Regions from separate parts of the Muntiacus reevesi genome. Here region 2 is linked to region 1. Evidence: chromatin contacts called from public Hi-C data. All regions are on one chromosome and are shown on one strand. Each heading gives the region's core, a stretch centred on a gene start, on an enhancer-like site or on the middle of the called end of the contact. The rest is flanking DNA. Distances are from core to core; before and after follow the strand shown.

Region 1 (5,809 bases), core at 3,303-5,802:
AGTCTGTCAGGTGATAAATTGTAAATAACAATGATTAAAGAAATATGCTACTGATGGATCTTTTTTTTTTTTTTTCTGTGAAAATAGCACTGGTTCTGGGCTTCGTCACCATGACTCCTTATACCCTTACACCCTTTTTGGAGATGTGACGGGATGTGAGGACCGAGCCGAGGGATGTATGTGGTGTGGATGCCTCGTTTGTTGAAGGAAATCCAACAGAGGATTATTTACATAGGCTTCTGATATATTAATTGACTGGTTATTGAAAGAAAAGCATCTTGGCCCCTGGCATATCCAAACCTATTAGAGATTGGTGTATGTTTTTAGATTAGTCCAGTCCTAGAGAACCCAGTCCAGAATTGGGTATCATTTACTGTTGTGGCTACGAAGTTGTCTCGTTTAATACACAGCAATCCCTTCTAAATCCAAATATGGTCTGTCTCAAGACTGCCCACACATACAAAGAGCTACAAAAAACTATGATTAACCAGCATGCAGACTCAGTCTTCATAACAGAGAGTAGGATGGAGCCATCCAAAACAACATATATCTCATCTGGTCCCTGAAGAATACATTTATATTTTTAAAATTCTGAGTAACACTAACTTATTTTTTTCAGTGATGGCCACAATATATAAGCGAAAGGATATAACCCCCCAGAGAATAACCAGAGGACTCATGAAAACATACTCTAATCCCCCAGAGTTTCTGGTTTGGTTTCACAATTAAAGGCCAGGAGTTCAAGTATATATGTAATGGCAGTAGGGTTGGAGGTGGAGGAGATAAAAAATAAACAGGAATAGCAGAGATGCTCAAAGAGGTACAATTCTATTCTCAACACCTATTCCCAAAGTTAAAAGGTAGGTATAAGTGATACATTTGGATCCACAGGTGATAAGTCATAGATATATATTATGTGGCTCAGACAGTAAAGAATCTGCCTGCAATGCAGGAGACCCAGGTTTGGTTCCTGGGTCAGGAAGATCACTTGGAGAAGAGTAGGGAATGGCTACCCACTCCAGTATTCTTGCCTGGAGTATCCAATGAACAGAGAAGCCTGGCAGGCTACAGTCCATGGGGTCGCAAAGACTGGACACGACTGAGCAATTAACACTTTCATTTTCATATATTACGCGTATATCTGAAAATATAATTTATTACTAAACAGAGATTATATCTGCTCTTTAATATTTTATCTAACAACTTAAAAGGTCCTGCATTTTTTAAATGCTGATTAAAAACTAGTAAAATCAGTACTAGAAAACAGATTTATCTCCATTTATAATTTTATATTCATTTTGTATTTAAAAAAGAAATGCACACGCATAGCATCTTCTGGTCCTTGAGTCCTACAGAACAATAGCTTATTATGTATAGGCAGCATATGACCTTTTACTATCTAATGACATTGGTAAAATGCCACTCTCAAAGTAGTTCTCGGCCAGACTGGATGTACAGTGATTTGAAGAAAAAACAGATGAAAGATACCTACAAGAAGACGTCCCATTGGCAGCTGTTTTTTGCCCCTGTTGCAAACCATAGGCAAGTTAGTTCTAGAGAGGACTTTAAGAACCCAGAACAAAGCTCTATTATGGAGGCTAAAGATATCTTTATTTATTTTTGTCTACCTAAGGACAATTTCAGGCATGATACAAGAAACCAGAGATCAGTTTCAGAGTTTAGTGTAGAAACAAATTTATTATGGGAAGAATGAATAAACAGCTAAAGGTAGTGACTGCATTTACTATGCTGATCATGGGGCCAAGGTGTGTTATGGATAAACGGCGTCATTGGGTAGCATGTTTTCTTCTGGTGTCTCTAGGAAAACAGCCCATGAACAATATAAACTCAAGATGACTAGCTTGAGGTGATAAAAGTCACACTTACTCACCTATAAGCAAAACCATGAGGACTTCTCTGGAGGTCCAATGGCTAAGACTCTGCGCTCCCAATGAAGGTGGCCTGGGTTTGATCCTTGGTCAGGGAACTAGATCCCACGTGCCACAACTAAGACCCACTGTAAGTGAATAAATTTTTTTTAAAAGAGTTATTAAAAAAAATTATGACTATTATTGAGCAGCATCTGACATGTGATGAAATATCTTTAAAATACAAAATTAAGTATCTGTCATCAACAGAGTCTTATTCTCTTGGTCTCTCTGGCACATCCAGCAGTTCAGCCTATCTTTTAGAGGCTGCAGAACCTTGAAAGCAGCAACTTTAGTTGAAGAAGACCAAGGTTTCCCCACTTAGCTTGGATGGACATCACGATGGAAGGAGAGACTGCTGGTCTTGCTCCAAAGTCTTCAGGCCTTCACTCAAGTCACAGACAGTCCTACACTGGTGGTCATCCTCAGATTGTGATGATACTAAATCCTGAGTCTGGGCCCTCCCCGTATTGGTAGGAATGAGTTTTTCATAGGATAGCCACACAACTCTATGTCCCCTCTCCTATTTATTTCACAAGTCATTTCTGAGCTCTATGTGCTTTCATGCTAAATTTCTTCAGTCGTGTCTGACTCTTTGCAACCCCATAGTCTGTAGCCCACCAGGCTCCTCTGTCTATGGGATTATCTAGGCAAGAATGCTGGAATGGGTTGCCGGGCCCTCCTCCAGGGAACTGAGCTCTGGATGCTCTAAGAGGAGGCTCTGGGTCTAGATTCTAAAGATTGGGGTGTACTGTCAGACCCTATAAAATGGCTGCTCTCTTGGTCTCTAGACATCGCTGCCTACCTGGCCCTGCCTCATCCTTACTATAAGCACATGATGGCCTCCTTCTCCTGAGCTGAAAGTTTAATTGGTGACTACCTGTATGATCAGCCCCGACCCTAGCTAACAATTATTCTAAGACGGAGGGCCAGAATGACTCCAACACGTTTGATCACCAACAAGAAACAGCGGCCCGTGTACAGGTTGCTAACCCAAAGAACTGTGGGAAGGCGTTTCAGCAGTCTCCGTGGCAATCAAGGAGTCCTTCTGATGTCAAATCCCCTTTTATCCATACCCTTCTCCTCCACTGTGTAGTGAACGCTGCGGCCTTGTCCTGCCTCCTATTGACCACACACAGTGGGGCCTCACTCCAGAACAGTTGCCTCTTACATGTGAGATGTAATAAATCAGGGATGTCTCTTTTGCCTCTGGACTCTTTCTTTGGTCTAGCAATTGGGCAGCTACAAAAGTTGCAAGACTGTAAGGGTGCAGGCCAACACCGGAGTTAATTTTACTCCAGAACTTTCAGAGAATATTGTTAAATCATGGTTTCTTTATAATAGCTGTAAGTGGGTTATGGGTAGAAGTTGAATACCACTCAAAAAGAAAAAAATTACAGGAATTAAATCTTTAATAATCACATGTACTTCTTCAATCTAATTTTATTGGTGTAAGATTTATCTAATACTAAACTGATATCAAATTAATCAAAACGTCCAGGTTATTCAAGGCCAATGTAAATGACGTCAGTCTCGTATCTTTCAGAGATCATTGCTGTTTATAAATAATTGAAACTTTCAAAGTGGTTATGAAGTACCTTACACAGAGTTTGATACACGACGTGCAGAATTCCTTATGGTGGACCCAGACTGGTGATGGTCACATTGTTACTGCTGCTGCTGCTGCTAAGTCGCTTCAGTCGTGTCCAACTCTGTGCGACCCCATAGACGGCAGTAGCCCACAATAAATCCAGAAACCTAAAGTAAGCATTAGAAACTTTTATGGCAGTTTGGCAGAGTACTTACATCTGTTGAATTTAATTTAAAAAAAACTGAGGCTTGTATGCTTCTTGCTTTTAATTTTTCTAGCAATTTATTTTTATTGATTATTCCAGAAGTACCCATTTGGGGTGGCTTGGAAAAACAAAGCGGGTCCTTTATAACAAAGAACTTGAGACTCACTGAAATAGGAGGTTACAGGACAGGACCCATCACGTCCTATGGAATTCTGAGCTTCTCTGACTCTACACCATATTCCAAATTTTGAAAATTGGCAATTTATGCATTACTCTCCGTAAAGTTCTTAGTAAAATCAATGTTCATTTCCGCGAAGATGATTTTTTAGAGGAAGAGGACGAGTTTTGGAAACAGAAGGTTGGGTGTTAAATGGCACAGTGCCTGGACGGAAAACTAATGATCATCTCTAAACTTCACTTCCTAGCCTCAAACCTCTCCTCTAAAATACCGAGCTCTGGTGAAAATATCCTGAGGTCTTCCTGCCATGAAGTGCTAATCAGAGGCGTCAGGGTATTCACCCCGTGTGAGCCGCGAATCCCCTACCGGAGCGCAAGGCTAGAACGCCCCAAACGCGACAAAAGCCGGACGTCAGCGGGGCGAACCCGGGGCGGGACACCTTCGAGGCCCAGGAGCAGGGACAGCTCGGATTGGCTCGGGCCTCGTGCGACAACACGGCTCCGCCCCTCGGCCTACCTCACTCCATCCCGGCTCCTGCGCCGTGAGCGGCTGGCAGGCAGCGAGCGACGGAAGAGGGCCCGGCGCGAAATCCGTGACGTGACAGGGAGGCGGGGCCCCTCCGGGCCCTGATTGACGGCCCGGGGGCGTGGCCGACGCGGGGTTACGGGTCTAAGTGCAGGTGAGAGGCCTTGCTGGGTGCCTGCTTTGGGGCGCGTGGTCACAGGGTGCGCAACCATGCGGAAAGTGGTTTTGATCACCGGGGCGAGCAGGTGAGACCTCCTTCGAGACAGTGGAGGCGGCGGGGCTGGGGTCCGAGGGAGCAGGAAGTACCAAGCCAGGTGGACCCGCCACCGACCGACCCCAGGAGCCCCTATCGCTGACCCTGCCTCGGTGGGGTCGCGGGCCGGAGACCCTGTCCGGCTTTTCTCTGGGCTCCCCTATGCGCGAGGTACCAGGCCTGTGGGCGTCGTGAGCGGCTCAGTAACGTGCTTTCAATTAAACACGACAGCGAAAATAAAAGGCGAGCGCCACTCAGAGATGTGTCTCGGTGACGATCCTGTCGGTATGCAGAGAAAGTGACTCTACCCACTCACCTCGCCCCCTTTCCACTTTTGACTTTCTCATCACTGGTAAATTAGACCAGATCACCGTACTTTTTGTACTCTCGCAGTTTTTTTTTTTTTTTTTTTCAGTGCTAGACTTCCGCCCCTAGATACATTTCAGCGTCCAAGAACGTTAGAATACGGGTGCGGGGGGGAATATCTCATGTAGCACAGTGCTAGACACCTAGTATACCTACTCTTCAGAGACTCAGAGAAAAGTAACTTTTCTGTTAAGGCGTGGAAGGAGTGCAAGTAACCATACTGCCGAAGAGTAATTTAGTCTGGGGGCTGGGTATTTGGATTCAGCCTCTGTTTTACTTTTCGTTTGTAATTCAATGAACAGTGTGTGGAGGATGAAACTAACCAAGCCATTTTTCTAATTGAGGCGTTTGAGGGGTGGAGGGTGGTGGATTAAGGCTGAGGTTATGTTAAACGACATTTAAAATGAGTTCAGCTTTCAGTTATCTAGACATGTCCATGTTAACTGAAACAAACCTGGCAGGTGTCCTGTGATGTGCAGAATCTTAATATGCCCTCACCTGAATAACTTTAACAGCCAGTGTGGTGCTTTCTATGTTGACGTGCTTAAATAAGCCAGGCTTGATTTTGTGTTTGTTCCTTTTACAAATATTGTGATATGTGCAATTGTATATTTATAGAAAAGGCCTATTCTCAAGTGGGGATGAATAAACATAACTATGGTTTATTCATGGTGCAAGGCTCTTTGCCTGGAATCAGCTTTAAAGTCTTGGAAAAAGCCCACTTACCTAGGGTTTCACTGTTATCAGCCAAGCTGATCCGACC
Region 2 (5,854 bases), core at 2,503-5,002, 250 kb before region 1:
CCTAGGAAACTGTCAACAGGAAAGTTAGAGCCCTAACTCCTCTACTGCTCATTTGTTTGTCTCTTGGAAACAGTGATCTAATGATATGCTCAGGCTTGGCTTCAAACTGAGCCTTGAGCTAAGCCAGAGGCTCCTAGTGATCTGATAAACTGCTGGGAAATAACCTTGGTCCTTCTAGTTGTTCAATGGCCTTGCTGAGGCCATCATGTTCAGGACAGTGAAGGGAGGACTCTGGTGTATGCTCGCTAATACCAGCCCACTGTCTGAAAAACCTGCGTGGGTCCTCACTCACTGTACAACAATAGGAAGTATGAACAGACTGGCACATATCTGACATGACTGCAGGGAAAAACAAGCAAGCAAATAGCCTCTATAGTTATGAAGTTACACATCTGCTTTTCTAAAATTAAAAATATATATTCTCTTAAAGGTCAAACAATTTTCACTTTAGTAAATTTAGGAAAAATCACCCCATAGTCACCAAAATCCCATTGTCCCTAAAAGACAAAGCATAAGACCTTCTTTTGACTTCTGAATTTTTGAATGTGTGTGATAATAGCCCATTTAAAACACCTCTCTTCTGATTTCACAGTTTATTTAGTACCATCTTCTACGTAGATCTCTTGCCTGCTAAGTTCTCTGAGTACAAATCCCTTGGTTTCTTCTGCTGAGTAGGCATCAAGTGTTGCCAGTATGAACACAAATAACCGTCTCATCTTCAGCCTAGGTTGAAAGCCTAGGGGTAGCCTTTGTAGAGAGTGAGGCTTCTCACCTCCTAGCTCTCTCTAAAACTCTATTGAATGCATATCCTTTTAAGAAATGTCTTCATTTCTTTATTCTGTCTCTCTGAGCTCTGAAATCCTTCATGTGTGCATTCACCATGGCGCTTATGGCCCCCTGGCTTGGGAAAGGAATCTCTCCCCCACGATTACTTTTGCACTATATATCCCCTGGAGACCCAGACACCCTAGCTTTTGATTCCCCATGGTTTCCATCACAAGAACCTGCACAGAACTACCTAATAAACATATTCTCAAGAAGCACCTGTTTGTTCTTGATTGAATGCTGAAAAAAAGTGTCAGTTTGTTCTTAAGAGAATAGTTCAACCCCAGGGACAGGCATATAAATATCCAGGGGTTCCAGGCCATTCCCCACTCTACACATGTTCCCACACCCCTCATCTAAGCCTACTGTTTTCAACTGGAAGGTTGAGAATCAGAGAAAAACACTTTCCTAGCATTATTCCTGTCCCAGGGGAGCACAGCTGCCACCCAGAACAGCACTGTGTGGTATCTACAGCTTCCCAAGTGATATGGTTTTCCAACCTAGTGGAGGAGTTTGTGACAGTCTCTCACCCTTGGTCCTTTCTTCCAGGGTTGAGTGCTCCACGGGATAAAAAATTTTCTTTTGGACTGACAATGACGACCCACCATTAGTTGTATTCTAATTTTCTGAACTTGAAAATTTGTATGTAATTTCAGCCTTATGGAGAAATTGTTGAGCAGTATAAAGTTTCATATACCTGTTACCCAAATTTACTAACTGATCGCTCAGCCCCTGCCCCAAATACACAGTTCTCCCACATATGCACATGCATCTATGCCAATTTCTGTATTGGGATGAATAATCATGAGTTCATGCTAACTTCAGTTCCAGTCTTCACTTAAGAGGTTATTCTAATTTCACTCCCTTTCCGTATTTGTAATTAGCTCACATGAGTGTGGTAAAAATTAAAGACTTTATAGGGCTTCTTTGGTGATCCAGTGGTTAAGGATCCACCTTCCAATGCATGGGATGTGGGTTCGATACCTGGTTGGGGAACTAAGATCCTGCGTGCTGCGGGACAACTAGAGCGAAACCTGTGTGCCTCAAGTAGTGAGCCCTCAAGCTCTGGAGCCTCTGCTCTGCAACAAGAGAAGCCGGCACGAACCAACGAAGAGCCCTCGCACTACAGCGAGACCCAGCAATGCCGAAATTTTTAAAAAAGATGCCGTGTGCTGCAATGAAAGATTCTGCATGCCCAACCAGAACTGAGGGCAGCCAAACAAACAAATAAATAAAAATAAATATTTTTCAAAAGAAAAATATCTTTAAACAAGACTCTATAGTAGTGTCTGGAGTACTATAGGCAGTCTATTAATTTTAGATGACTGAATGAAGAGAAAAATCATTATTAAAGAGTTCATTTCTTTAAAAAAAAGAACTAGTCCCAACACAAGTGTTTCAAATGAACTATTATAAACATTAATGGGAGCAATTTTGTTCTTAGTTATGAAAGGTTTAAGAGAAATGTTCTTTATAGTATCAGGGATCCAAACAATGAAAGGTTTTCCAAATGATGAGAAGTATATCAAGGTTTCCAGAACCTGACAGCATGCGAACTCATATAAAAATTACAATTTATTTAGTATTTACTCTGTTCTACATTGTGTTATTGTATTGACTGATTTAGTTCTCACAACAACCCTAAGGGGCATTTTTATTATTGTCTATATTTTATAGATAAGAAAACTGATGAGTAAGAGTTAATCAACTTGGCGAAGATTCCAAGCAATAAAGAAGTTGGAATTCTGTCTGTAGATGTCATGTTCATAGCCATTTATACTATAAATCAAACAAATGGATGACATTCTGGGATGATGAAAGATAGAATATTCAACCTCCTGAATGTATTACTACCAGCAGTACTTATCTGGTGTAAATTTTTCTGTTACTTAATGCAGTGGAAATGTTGAAATTGATAAAATTGAAAGGCATTTTCACTCAAGGAGGCAGAAGAAAGGCACCTAAGTAGCTGAATTTCTGTCAGGTGTTTTGTTAAATCTAGATGTTTTGGTATTTCAACATATTGGACTTCTTGCAAAGGCTGTGCCGCACGTAAACACAGCTTTTGTATGCCAAGCATGTAATCTGCAGGGCACATCCACACAAAGATATACGGTACACACCCAATTATAAACAGTTGCACTGCCTTGGAGGGCCTTGGAGGTCAGCCAGCCCAAAGACCATTTTCCTGTCATATACGGAGGCCCAGGGAGGTTAAGACCACAGTCACACAAAGCTGATGTGGGGGCTGTCTCAATGGCGCGCTTTCCATTTCCTCGGGCTACCTAATACATTTGCTTGCATTTCCTATTTGTGTGTGCTTATTTATGCAAAAGTAAATGGGCCTGCTTCAGGTGCTTGGGATGTAAACCACGATTAAACAGAAAAGAGGGTCAGGGCCCTGCCTATCTGGCCAGCTCGAGACGAAACAGCAGCCCCAGGTCAGAGGGCCCGCCAGGCCCGCCCCTGGTGTTCCGCGCTGAGACGCTGGCCGACGCGCTTTCGCAATCCTCCGAGTGGGAGGTCGGAAATCCGCCACCCGGTGACACAGCTCCCGGACTAACTCTGCGGTCCATTTCGGGAAAGGGGGGCAACGCCCCGAGCCGCGGGGCCACTGGGCTGACTAGGAGCCACGGGAGGGGCCCTCGAGGGACAACGCGGTGAAGCCAGGGCGCTTAGAACCTGGCCGCTATAGCTTCACGCGCCTCGGTCCTCGGCCCTCAATCCGACGCAAAGGACACCGCTCCCGGCCTGGGCCCTGGGGGGCGGGGCCGCTTGCTGACAGGACCCATCCTCCCATTGGCCCGGAGGATGAGTGACGCGGAGGCCCCGCCCCGCCTCCCCGGCGCTCCTTCCCGCGCCCTCTGTGCCGCCTGCGCTCAGGGAGCTGACGTGTCGGGGTGGGTGGTTGCGGCTCCTCCCCGCGCGGCAGCCACTCGTCGCGAAGACGGAGGGGCGGGGTGGCCGGGGCCGGCGCTCCCCCTGGCCCCAGCTCCCGGCCCGCCCCGCCGCCCCGGCCCCCCGGATGAAGGTATATATTAGGAGCTGGCGCTGGACGCAGATGAGTGGCCGCGCCCAAGGAGCCGGAGCCGGGCGGAGCTGCGGTGGCGGCGAGAGAGGTGAGGGGCGCCCAGCCCAGTCGCTGTCTCCTTCTCCCGCGATCCTGCGGTAGACGGCGGGATTCGGGACCTGGGGCGGTCGGGGGCCTGGTGCCGCCACGCACACGCTTCCGAGGCCTCGGCCGCGACGTGGACACGCGGTGCACGTACGTGCACAGAGCCGGCGTCCGGGCACACGCGGAAGAGCCCGCTCACACCCACACCGCCTCCTGCGCCCCGCGGCGCTTCTCAGCCTCGGCTCCCTGGCCGGGAGCGCTGGCGTGAGGGGCCCCCATGGGCAGGCTCTGGAATCGGGGGCTTGTCGTGCCGTTGGGCGTGGAGCCTCACCTGGACCTGGGACGGGGGCTTTGAGGTTCTCAGCAAGGGACTTAGGCCAAGCTTGGGTGGGATCCTACAGTGGGGAGAAGTCGTTGGAACTGTCCCGTGGGAGCGAGTTGGGGTGTCTTGAATATATGAGGGAAAGATTCTGAAAGCGTTGACAGTACACTAAGGATTCGAGATACCTGTGGAGGACGTCACATGGACAAAACCTACTTGCCACTTTTCTTTTAATACTGGTAATGGGAGAGGGTTGAAATTTCTGGCTTTTCCCTGGCTTGGCCAAGCAGAAAGATGGGATTGGAGGGTTTAGAGCACTCATGTGCTGAACATATGGTTTCCTGAAGATTTTATTAAGTTTGGCCTGACCCTATGCTATATTTATTTGTACGTGACTTATGATATCTGAAACCAGGTAATAGTGATTATGATACTAAGTTTATGTTGTTAACGTAGTGCCTTTAGTTTAAGGTCTTTCTGGTGAAATTAGGAAAATGAAGGCAGTTTCTATTCCTTCACTGTTGCAGAACTGTCTTGCTTAGTTAAGGCTAAAAAAGATTTAATATGCTATGCTCTGAAGTATTTATAGGATTCGATGGTTATGGCCCCTCTTGTTTTTCTAAAGGTTTGAGAGGTTTACTTACCAATTTGGGAGGCAAAATATAGCAGCAGAAATAGGAGTAGAAAGGAAAGCAGAAAAGGAGCATGAAGTACTAGATATCTTTCATTCCTGCCTGCATGTGTTTAGTCGGTCAGACTCTTTGGGACCCCATGGACTGTAGTCCACCAGGCTCCTCTGTCCATGGAATTTTCCAGGCAAGAATACTGGAGTGGGTTGTCATTTCCTACTCCAGGGATTCTTCCCAACCCAGGCATTGAACCTGTGCCTCCTACATTGGCAGGCAGATTTATCACCCCTGAGCCACCTGGGAAGGCCAGGTATCTTTTATGCTAGAGTTTAAATTCCAATAAAGGTATATTTGCTTCCCTCATAGCTCAGTTGGTAAATCATGTGCCTGCCCTGCAGGAGACCCAGGTTCAATTCCTGGGTCGGGAAGATCCCCTGGAGAAGGAAATGGCAACTGACTCCAGTATTCTTGCCTGGAGAATCCCATGGATAGAGGAGCCTGGCGGGCTACAGTCCATGGGGTTGCAAGAGTCAGAAACGACTTGGTGACTAAACCACCACCAAACCACCACCACCAAAGGTATATTTGATAATGGTGGACTACTACAAATATGTCATTGTTACTGATGTATTGGTATGGACATATAGGAGATTTTGTCATAATTTATAGATATTCAACTTTTTCAGATTTGGTTGTTGAAATAAAAATTCCAGTCTAGTCTCTTATTCACTACTGCTTACCATTACACACCGGCACACACCTCTTGTCAGAATTAATGGAGGAAGTGCTGCACTTTTTGTGGCGTGAAGGCGGTTCTATCTGGCCCATCCTGTGAGGCTCCTCTCCTGCTGTCCTGCACGTGTCCTTCCTTTTCCGTGATGGCGTATGAACTCACCTGCACAGTGAGTCAGATATGAGAACATCAGATGTGTCTATTTTTCTGAATGAAGAAAGTCCAGATTA

Evidence for each region. Hi-C and Micro-C count contacts between places; a contact is called where the count stands out from the background.
Region 2: a contact with region 1 is called in a Hi-C map of blood, with 2.7 times the contacts expected there. The contact joins the promoter of UAP1 here to the promoter of HSD17B7 in region 1. A contact is called at or near these places in 2 of 3 Hi-C or Micro-C datasets (blood and muscle).

Annotation. Positions count from the first base shown.
Region 1 is chr1:69,719,615-69,725,423 of mMunRee1.1, reverse strand. It overlaps HSD17B7 (hydroxysteroid 17-beta dehydrogenase 7), which reads left to right and starts at 4,552. Exons shown (of 8, transcript XM_065946562.1): 1 at 4,552-4,672. The coding sequence starts at 4,638.
Region 2 is chr1:69,965,171-69,971,024 of mMunRee1.1, reverse strand. It overlaps UAP1 (UDP-N-acetylglucosamine pyrophosphorylase 1), which reads left to right and starts at 3,752. Exons shown (of 9, transcript XM_065946614.1): 1 at 3,752-3,944. The coding sequence starts at 3,851.